3 separate regions of the Mus musculus genome follow, and all the other regions are linked to region 2. Evidence: chromatin contacts called from public HiChIP or PLAC-seq data. All regions are on one chromosome and are shown on one strand. The core of a region is the stretch at or near the end of the contact, and the rest is flanking DNA. Distances in the headings are between cores, read along the strand shown. Region 1 holds the start of Spata33 (spermatogenesis associated 33). Region 2 overlaps Cbfa2t3 (CBFA2/RUNX1 translocation partner 3). Region 3 holds the start of Spata2l (spermatogenesis associated 2-like).

Region 1 (3,265 bases), core at 84-2,583, 580 kb after region 2:
AAGGGACAGTCTAGGATTCTTTTTTGCTTGTTTGTTTTTGTTTTGTTTTTCGAGACAGGGTTTCTCTGTATAGCCCTGGCTATCCTGGAACTCACTTTGTAGACCAGGCTGGATTAAAGGCGTACGCTACCACGCCTGGCTCAGTCTAGGATTCTTACGTCTTCTACAACAATGACACAGTACTTTAGCTTTCTACATTTCAGAAAGCAGTTTAAAAACAAAACAAAACCTCCATTACAGCCCTAGGCGGTGGCACAGACCTTTAATCCCAGCAGTGGGGAGGCAGAAGTAGGCAGATCTCTGAGTTCAAGGGCAGCTTGGTGTATACAGTAAGTTCTAGGCCAGCCAAGGCTACATAGAGAAGCAGTCTCATACAAACAAAAACTCTATGATACTAGCCCATAAAACCTATTATGAGTTCCTTGGGAGTCTAGAGGTTGGAGCCACGGCAGGTCGAAGTGACTCGTGACTCATACTGCTACGGGTGGTTCCCTTCCAACCTGTTAACCTAAGGTTAACCGGGCCCTCCTACTAGGAGGGAACCCAAAATCCTACTGTTTGGCACTTGAACTCCTTTGTATCTTAATTACTATTTCTCTGGGTACTTTTCTGGTGCCTTCTGACCACACTCCGTTGTCCCCAAACAGAAACAAAACAAACAGGGAGAGTGGCTAGTGGAAGTGGCCTGGATCGGGGGTCGGGTGTAGGATCATTTGGACAAGATTCAGGGTTTGGATCCCGGGCGTGGGGTGCAGGCCTGGGGAGATCTGGTAAAGAAACAAGACCCAGGGGTAAGAGCTGGCTGGGGGTCTGGAATCAAGAATCGGGAGCTGGCTTCTGCTGGGTTGTGCGATCGAGGCCCAGGAGAGGGTTTCAGCTAGGATGTCAGGGTTCAGGCACCGGGTCGGGTCCTGGTGGCTACACGGGCTGCAGGCCCCAGGGCAGGTCCTAGTCGGAGGTCTCGAGCCCAGTGAGCTGGGGGCGGGTCCCGGTCCGAATACAGGGTATAGACTATGGGTCCCAGGCCCGGGGGGATAGAGTCTGGGGCTGAAGCCCGGGGCGGGTCCGGCTGGGTTATGGGGCTGAGGCGAGACGTCCGCAGACTCCCGCTCCGACCCCGAAGTGGATGACAGCCCCTTACCGTCCATGGCCGGTCGGGCTAGCACAGCCCTCGGGGCGGCGCAGGGGACGCGATGTTACGGACCCGCTGTCTCCGCGAGGGCTTCCGGGGTCGCCACCGCTTCCGGTCGCGCGGCCGGCTGTCGCGAGAAGATAGCTCCGGGGCGGGGCTTGGGCGGGGCCTGGGCGGGGCTCAGGCACGGCTCGCGCGGCACGCGGTTGCCATGGTAATGAGCTCCCGGAGCCTAGTGTGGGTTTTGTGAGTCGGTCGGGTTAACCGGCCCCGAGGCCGCCCGGCTGGAGCGGCGGGGTCACCTATGGGCCAGTCGAAAAGCAAACCCAGAGAGAAGAAAGGTAAAGGGCGCCGCCTGGCGGCGAGGCCCGCCCTCCGTGCGGGCGTCCGCGGGCTGTAGGTCTAACGGCTTGTCCGTCCGTGTGTTTCAGAGGAGGAGAAGAGCACTACCACTTTAGTTACAAAGTCTAAGGAGAAAGTAATGGAGAAGGAGGCCAAGCAGTCTGACAAGGAGTCGCAGCCTGCCGAAAGCCTGTTGTTCGCGACATCCAAGCACTCAAGGCCGTCGTCTTCGTCTGAAGGTAGGGAGATCCAGAGGAGACCGGCCGCGGCAAGGCAGCAGGGATGGGACCTCTTTCTAAGGATGATGACCCGGGAGGTAAATATTACAGGGTTCTCGGTGCAGGGAAGGTGAGCGAGAGCACTGCCCTTGGCTCTAGGCTAGGCTATAACAGGGATTTCAAGGGCATCTTGTATATCTGGAGACCCTGTTTCAGAAGGAAAAAAGAAATTGAGACGAAACTTGAGCGATCCATAAAGTGTTCCCCAAAGAGGGTTAGTAGGGTGCTCTCTGGTCCCACAGTGATCCCTTCAACATGTTACAGCTTGGAGCAGAATTCTCCTCGGGTGATTGGCCAGGCTGCTGTGTGACTGACTCCTGAGCGGAGAGGGCTTGGTGTCCCTCAGCCTGGCCACAAAGATGGGAGGGCGTCTCAAGGTAGAAAGGACCGTGAGTGGGACAAAAGTGTTTCTTTTCACACCCAGCATTTGGCAGACACCAGAAACTGCTGCGAATTCCACTTTTCCCCGAGGCAGACGTTTGGCCTGTTTCTACCTTTTATAGTAGCTTGGTATGGCCACACAGAAGGAAACGTACAGAGCCTTCCGACACTGTGACACCCCCCCCCCCCCCATTGTCAGAAATAGAACTGTTGCAGGTTTAAAACAAGGAAGGCATTAGGAATTGGATGCTTTGTCTTTCTGGTTCCAGAATGGAGGCCTGTATGAAAAACAGAGCCCTAGGAGGACCTACCCCAGGCTCACTGCCGGAATCTGGTGGAAGCCAGAGGCGCAGTAGCCGAGGACAGTTGAGAAGGATTGGAGGTAGAAAGCACAGACCCTCCTCTCATTTGAGAAAGAGGTTGAGGCACCCATGGGTCTTGGGGAGGCAGTTTGAAATCCAGGTGCTGGGACTGGATTTCTGAGGTCTGACCTTGAAGCTTAGGGGCCCCTCATCTGAGGCTAGAAGGCTACACAGAGGCTGCAGACCTAGGGAGGCTTGTGATGTGATATCTGTCGATCAGGGCGCTTTTAGCTGATGACAGAAAAGCCAACTAAACAAGATTTTGTCACCCTGTGGTTTGATGTCTCACCAAAGATGGGTCAGAGATGGCGACCACCACCACCATGCCTGGCATCGGCATCGAGGACTCTGTGCTCCATTGTGTCGCTTTCAACCTCAGGAATGTCTTCCTTCACAGTGCCAAGGGATCTGGAAGGCTGCAGCCTCACAGGCACACAGACCATGCTGACCCTTAAGAGATGTGGGGCCTTGCTTGCTATTGGCAAGGAAGCCTTTCTGAGATAGGCTTCATCTGCCCAGCCTCTCTAAGATGGCTCCAGCTCTACAAGTTTGTAAGGCATCAGGGTAGACAAGGCCTTTGCCAGCGAGGAACTCCCCATTTGAAGGCCACCGGTGACACCTGTCATACAGCGTCAACATCTGGAGGAAATGCAGGTGGACATGAAGAGAAAACCAAGTGAGTCTGGTGTCAAGAAAAGATGATGGAGCAGGCTCAGCAGTCACAGGAACAAAGCCACTGACACATGCGACCCTGGAGGGAGCCTCAGAGC
Region 2 (3,263 bases), core at 211-2,710:
AGGCAAGAAGTATCTTTCCTCTTGGGAAAGAGGGCTTCACATGCTACCAGGAGAATGGAGGGATTTGAGTGGCATACTCTTATAGACAGTGAACATGGATTCACGCTGGGATCTGGGCATGTCCCGGACCACCTCACCCCCATCTCCGTAGGCACCGCTGTGGTGGATGGGTAAATAGAAGCCCTCGGGTGCCTCCTCCTAAGCCTGGCCTGTACCTACCAGAATCTGGAAGGTCCAGGCTCCCTAGCAGGCCAGGCACATCTTTATGCCATGGGAAAGGCCCCCCTTTCCAAGTGAGGCTTCCTGTTTAAGTAAGGACCGAGTGTTGGCTAGCTTTCTGGAGAATTAGTGGCATCCTACAGAGACTGTATAGGGCTAGCAACCTCTCGCTACAGGTCCTCCATGTTCTTGCTTGGTACACACCTAGCTGAGACCCCTCAGGGCCACTGCAGCTGTTGAGGGACCGGGCAGAGATGGGGGTAGGGCCCTTCTTCCCCTCCTCAGAGTCACTGTAGCACCGGATCCAGTGGTTGAGTTCCTCACGGTCGGCCTCCTGACACCGGCGCAGGACGGTGAGGGATCGCCGGGTCTTCTCCACCATGTCCATGATGCAGTTCAGAAGCTGCGGGCGGGTGGCAGGGCCTTCAGGACGTTGGAACCGGGGCTGTGGCCAGATGTGGCCATCCAATATGGAGGGGGTGGTCAGGGAGCCAGCTCAACGTCCCTGAAGGCGGGGCACAGAAATCTATACCTTGGCTCCCCACAAACAGTGAAATGACTCCCAGTGCCTGTGGGCACCCAACTTGAATGGAATCTTCTTTGGATGCATGGTAGGGGTGGAAGGGGCTTGGGCTGTTTCCTTCAAAACTCTCATTGCCAAGAAAGGTGCATGAGGGCCAGGGGAGTGGAGGTCCACCTGGCCTGACCAGGGGCTCAGGCACAAAGATGTCCTACATCACTGGGGCTTGACTCTGCAAGTGTCTGAGCAGGAGATGGTAGAGGAGGAAGAGCCAGTGTGCATGGCTCTTTGGCAGCATCCTGACAGGCCAACAGTGGATAATGACCCTCACATAAAAGGGCGGGCAGCCAGTGGGCATGCCGGTGGGTCCTACCAGGAGATGCTGAACCAACCCAGAGGAGCGCAATCTCAGCGTGGATCTCCCCACCCCAGCCTTGTGCAGATGTTCAGGGAGTCACACGGGCGTGGCAGCCCCACCTGGGCACTCACACTGTTGAGGTGCTTCCATTCTTCTGCCCACTCGCGTTCTGTGAGCCTGTGATCAATCACTTCTTCTTGTCGAGACCCAGGTATGGCTGTAGAAAAGGCCACACACAGTTAGGCCCCCATGCGGATGACTAAGCCCTGACTTGGATCTCAGGCCCTGCCCCTACTCCCAGGTGCCTCCTACTTCCTACACCAGGGGCGTCGGGAATCTAAACCAGGCCACCTCTGTTGTGCCTCATGACTCACTGCCTCCCGGTAACCTGCTAACCCAGCTCTTCTCGCTTCGCCCATTTCTGATAGGCAGCTCTAGATGAACTCACTTTAAAGGTTTCTCTTATCACGGTCCAGAAACCTCCAGGCCTCTGGGCAGCTGCTTAACTTAGGTGTGTTTATGACTTCCTTTCAGATAACTGCACTCCTATGCATTCCTCAAAGTCCAGGCCCGAGGGGCCCCTCCACAGCTGTAGTCTTTGGAATTCCTCAGGCCGTGTGTGTGTGTGTGTGTGTGTGTGTGTGTGTGTGTGTGTGTGTGTGTGTGTGTGTGTCTGGTCTCTAGGTACAAGATCTCCCTGTTTACTCTACTATCCCTGCTCCCAGACTGTCAGCTCCATGAAGAAAAATGGCGTGTTGTGTTTACCTCTGTGTCCCAGGCTGAACTCTGACCTGGGTGTTTACCCCCCCCCCCCAGTTCAATCTTGGGATCAGATCTACCTGCAGCAGGATCAAAGCAGTAATCCAGGATGGTTCATTCTCCGTGGGATCCTGGGGCCCTTATGTTGCCACTCCCTGCCTCAGTTTCCCAACCCTGCCTAGTTCTTGCATCATAAGTAGTTAGAAAGAAAAGCCCCAAGCTGACCTGATAAACTTGAGGGGTGTGCCCACAGTTACCAGGCAGAAAGTGGAGAGGCGGTGTTGGGTGTAAGGAGTCTGAATCTGGATCGGGAATGACCAAATGGGGTGTGGCGGGGTGTGGGGTGCCACTGGCTGGGGCGTGAGGAACATGATGGCCCTGTCTTGGTTTCCCTGCAATGTCAAATGCTCCCAGTGTCCTAACTGAGGCTGTGCAGGTGACCTGGCAGCAATCCAGACTTCCTGGGGGGTGGGGGGAGGCAAAACCTCTCTTTTAAGCAGCCATCAGCGCCTTAGGACCTCCTGCTACCCTAACCTGAAATGCCTCCCTGAGTTGCAGAAGGGCGGGGAGTGGCCACAGCCGTCATCCAGCACCCTCTCTGGCTGCCCACGAGGGGCCTGTGCCAACGCCCAAACTAAAATAGAGGCTGAGATCTGTGCGACAGCTGGCGTTTATTTTTGCATTAGCAGAAGCGGGTGGGAATTAGCACCTGCCTGACCCGGCTGTGGTGAGCCAGACACTGTCACCTGCTGCCTAGGACCAAGCCCTGGAAGCTTCCATGGTGTGGGGGCAGGGAAAGGCCTCTGTTGACCCTGCTCTGGGACCCTATTGGCATTCTGAGTGACCCTGGATGGTCATTTCTAACATTACGTTCCAACACACCAGGGTGTGGCAGGGACGGCCATCTCTGGGTTTCCGCAGAGTGTCGCTGTGCCCACCCATGGCTGCCCCACTCATACTCCTTGGACTTCGGTTTCCTTTGAGGTGTGGGTACAGACTGGGAAATGACAGCGTGCAAGATGAGTGGCATGTGTTCTGTGTCAGCTGCTGTCCTTGTCATCGGTGGCTGGGCCTTGGGGTAGAGTGTGTGTCAGGTGCTCTATCAATAACCTATCCTCACATAATCTCTGTTCTGACAAAGAAAGAAACTGAGGCACAGGGAGGTCACATGGCCCACTTGAGGGTCACTTCTGAATTCGAGGAAAAAAGGCAGCCCTGCTGGTAATCTTACCCTCAGCTACCGTGGCCTCATGCTGCCCAGGGCAGGAGTGTATCCCAAGGATTAGGGTCCTCTACTGTGGTGTTATTCAGTGTGTGAGGAGTGGCGACTTGTCTCTGGAGGGGCAAGTCAGGCTACATGGGCGCTGGGGTGGCTGCTGGCTCCTTATACCCATTTCCTTACTGGAC
Region 3 (3,411 bases), core at 195-2,694, 600 kb after region 2:
CCACACAGCTAGGAGGCTCTATCCTTGCCAGCTCCACCCCAACACTATTTCTGAACTATTCAGTGTGAAGGCCACGCCTGGCTGCCTCTGTCCTCTGGGGCGGATGGGTGGGCTTCTAGCTTGACAGAACTGAATGAAAGTCCTGAGATCTCAGGTATTCCCGTGGAGCAGCAGGCTGGTGGGGTGTGGAGGGGGAGACGTTACCATGACAACCGGTGGAGGTTTACCTCGCCCACGTGCATTCTGACGTCATTGCCTTCCCACTCAAAATTAGCTCAGAGCGGCCCTACCCCCTCTAAGTGGTCTGCCATCTGACCTAAGGACTAGGCCAGCCCTGGACCTGGCCGCCTAACCTGGACCCAGGCAGGAATAAGATCCCTGCTGTTCTGATCTGCTGTTCTCTTCCCAGTCTTAGCAGCCTCCTTTTACAGATGGGGACCAGTCCACATCTTAGAGGAGTTAGGATGACCATAGGACATCAAGTACCTCCCTCACCCACCCACGTCTACCCTAGAATTTCCATGGCAACTAGGGCAGTGAGACTACTTTGAGGACAGCCATATAAGTTCTAGGTGAATGACTGGTAGGCATGCATCCCAACACGCCCACGAGCCCTCAACGCAGAACCCTCCCCTGAAGAGGATCTGCAGCCCTCAAACAGCCTGGACAAGGACGGGAGTGAAGGAGCACCACTGATGCCATACCTTGATAGTGGTGAACTCCTTTCTCCAGGGCAGCAGGTACAGGTGCACAGCGGCCAGCTCTAGGAGCTCAAAGGCGCGGGCCAGATCTTGGAGGGCCGGTGCCAGGTCAGCCCGCCCCCACAGGCCATCAGTGAACAGGGCTAGCGCATCGTCCTGTAGCGCCCCGTGCAGGTCAAAGTCTTCCACCAGAATCTGCCAGAGCACCGCGCGCAGCGAGGGGTCGCCGCAAACGCCCGCGCGGCCGCGCCGCAGCTCGCGCTCCAGGCACTGGCGATAGTCCTCGGACAGTGAGCTGCTGCCCATCCTGATCAGGTCCGGGATGAGGTGTCAAACTAGAGACCATGTCATCTCAGCTGTGTGTGCGACTCTCAACCCCGCACCCAGCAAGCCCAGGGCTCCCTCCAACCTGGAAATAGGGACCTTGGCAGCTTAGCCAACTCTCGGAATCTATGGTCCCTGAGACGTGGACGCTGACAGCTCAGTGACCACAGTATTTGTAGCCTCCCCTCCCCAGGACACCTTCAGCCCCGCTTGCTGAGCGTCCTCGTATCAACAGCTCCGCTCCCACTAGCTGAACCTCTTGCAGCCAGAGCCCCTCTCCCACTGACGGTCCCCGTGGGCGGCGGTGCTACCTGCTAGTCGCCAGCTATTCCAGAGAGCTCCGCTTGGGCCTGGGTCTCTCCTCGCTCTTCCGCAGAAAGTCAAGCCCGCCCCTTGGCCTTGGTCGTGACGTTGGTGGGCGAGGCTGGAGTCGGGTGCCGCCCTTTCGGCTAAGTAGGAGGGTGGAGGTGTAGGCGTGGCCTGGGCGAAGCTGGGCGTGGCCCTCCCCTGCAGCTCACCTTTTGAAGTTCTCTCAGATTCACTAGTTAGTCTTTCAGCTAGTCTGAGTGGGAGTACACAGTGGGTGTATGATCACTGGTCGCCAAGATGTGCCTAGCGGAACCGGTCTGAACCAGGCTGGACTTTGGCTCCTCAAGCCAACCCACAGAATAGCCAAATACCGGCTAGGCGGGGCCTGTCTTGGCAGATCATGGACCAAAGGAGGTCAAACACACGTATTTAAGTACAATTTAAAACGGGTGGGGTGGTGGACTGCCCAGTGGGTATGAGCACCTGCGTGGCAGCTCATTTTTTTGTCTTTAACTCCAGTTCCCAACATCCACTTCTGGCCCCTGCATCTGGTGTTTTTGATGCACATGCATGCAAACAAAATAATTATAAATAATAGAACGGGAGGTCCTTCGGACTGCCTCTGCAGGCTTTGTTTCCTGGTCTCTGGCACTTCATTTCTTAGTCCCTGAGAAAGTCGGTTAGGGAGTATTTGAGGCAGGATGAATGTATTCACCCTCCAGGACAAGGTGTTCCTTAAGTGTGTGACCTACAGACCTTCAAAACTGACCGGGATCCTGAAATCCAAGAATTGGTCTGGGTGACCTCAGGGAAACTGTTAACCTCAACTTGCTGTGGTCTTAGGCAACTCACTCAGGACCGAAGGCACCTTCTCCTTAATCTTAAACCCTAAGCTTCGTGTAAGCAGTAGCTTTTGCTTCATCCACTTCTGGGCAGCCTGCACCCTCGATCTCTCCAGCTCACCAAGCCTAGGCCAAGTTTGATCAAATAGAACCTGGCATAGGGGAGGTATCTGTCTTCTTGAATTTCTCACAGTCAAAGGACTTCAGATCGTGTAACTAAGCAGGCCACAGTCCCCAGGTGCCCTGCTGGCTATCACTGAACATAGAGGTCTTTTGTTGTGAGCTCACCAATCCAAAGGGGAACCTTGGTTGGCTTTCGAGGTTGCTTCAACTCACAGTGACATAGTTTAACTTCTGACAAATCATAAAGATTCCATGCTTGCCTTGTTTCAAGACAAGCCTGGATCCCGCCTGCGGCAGAACAAGGGGATTAACAGAAAAAGGAAGAGGCCTTGGGGGCAGGGGTGTGACCCTGAGGTAGAACAATTGCTTGCTTTGTGTAAGGTCCCCAGGTTCAGTCTCTAGCATTGCAAAAAATTATGTTACACTAACGTCGAAGCTAATGTTCACCTGCAAAAGTGTTCTTTTCTTCTATTTGTAACTTGTAAATTATTCTGGATTGGGATGAGCCTTGAACTAACGATATTGATGTTCTTCCTCCAACCTCTCTCTCTGTGTGTGTGTGTGTGTGTGTGTGGCCCTAGCTGTCTTACAAGTATCTTTGTAGACCAGGCTGGCCTAGAACTCACAAAGAGCCACCTGCCATTGCTACTTACTTTTCTTGCTATCTCAGGGCACACAATGTGTACTCTGTACATCCTCCACACACCTTAGTTTCAGCAGGGCAGATTGGCACTAGTGAGGCCATTCAAACTCATCTTGCCTGGGACTGTAAGCTGCTTTCTTTTTTTTTTTTTTAATTGTTTTTTATTCCGTATTTTCCTCAATTACATTTCCAATGCTAGCCCAAAAGTCTCCCATACCCTCCCCCCCACTCCCCTACCCACCCATTCCACTTTTTGGCCCTGGCGTTCCCCTGTACTGGGGCATATAAAGTTTTTGTGTCCAATGGGCCTCTCTTTCCAGTGATGGCCGACTAGGCCATCTTCTGATTCATATGCAGCTAGAGACACAAGCTCCGGGGTACTGGTTAGTTCATAATGTTGTTGCACCTACAGGGTTGCAGATCTCTTTAGCTCCTTGAATACTTTATCTAGCTCCTCCACTGGGGTCCC

What was found. HiChIP or PLAC-seq counts read pairs in DNA pulled down with a chosen protein or histone mark.
Region 1: a contact with region 2 is called in an HNF4G HiChIP or PLAC-seq map of pancreatic cancer cells. The contact joins the promoter of Spata33 here to the enhancer-like site in region 2. A contact is called at or near these places in 3 of 39 promoter capture datasets (cranial neural crest, embryonic stem cells and liver), 1 of 15 datasets of contacts at CTCF or cohesin (large pre-B cells), 9 of 484 Hi-C or Micro-C datasets (the G1E-ER4 cell line, brown adipocytes, cardiomyocytes and 5 more), 10 of 115 datasets of contacts at active chromatin or transcription factors (bone marrow-derived macrophages, differentiating embryonic stem cells, embryonic hindbrain and 6 more) and 5 of 9 other capture datasets (adipose tissue, embryonic stem cells, liver and 2 more).
Region 3: a FOXA1 HiChIP or PLAC-seq map of pancreatic cancer cells shows a contact between it and region 2. The contact joins the promoter of Spata2l here to the enhancer-like site in region 2. A contact is called at or near these places in 8 of 39 promoter capture datasets (the C10 cell line, the HPC-7 cell line, cranial neural crest and 3 more), 1 of 484 Hi-C or Micro-C datasets (bone marrow-derived macrophages), 3 of 115 datasets of contacts at active chromatin or transcription factors (fetal liver, pancreatic cancer cells and stem cell-derived neural progenitor cells) and 2 of 9 other capture datasets (adipose tissue and embryonic stem cells).

The regions. Positions count from the first base shown.
Region 1 is chr8:123,211,525-123,214,789 of GRCm38.p6, forward strand. It overlaps Spata33 (spermatogenesis associated 33), which reads left to right and starts at 1,334. Exons shown (of 3, transcript NM_177279.4): 1 at 1,334-1,473; 2 at 1,564-1,713. The coding sequence starts at 1,437. It overlaps Chmp1a (charged multivesicular body protein 1A), which reads right to left and starts at 1,264. Exons shown (of 7, transcript NM_145606.3): 1 at 1,142-1,264. The coding sequence starts at 1,148.
Region 2 is chr8:122,634,526-122,637,788 of GRCm38.p6, forward strand. Cbfa2t3 (CBFA2/RUNX1 translocation partner 3) reads right to left here. Exons shown (of 12, transcript NM_001109873.1): 8 at 1,229-1,314; 9 at 424-622. Among named protein-coding and RNA genes, the nearest start is that of Pabpn1l, 13 kb to the left of the region's middle. Within about 2 kb of position 1,461, at least 64 of the 459 cell types and tissues checked have an H3K27ac peak or open chromatin away from gene starts, as enhancers often do. A contact at or near this core is called in fetal liver, pancreatic cancer cells and pancreatic islet, where this site is marked.
Region 3 is chr8:123,234,814-123,238,224 of GRCm38.p6, forward strand. It overlaps Spata2l (spermatogenesis associated 2-like), which reads right to left and starts at 1,445. Exons shown (of 3, transcript NM_030176.3): 1 at 1,337-1,445; 2 at 705-1,036. The coding sequence starts at 1,007. 4933417D19Rik (RIKEN cDNA 4933417D19 gene) reads left to right here and starts at 278. Exons shown (of 3, transcript NR_045849.1): 1 at 278-740.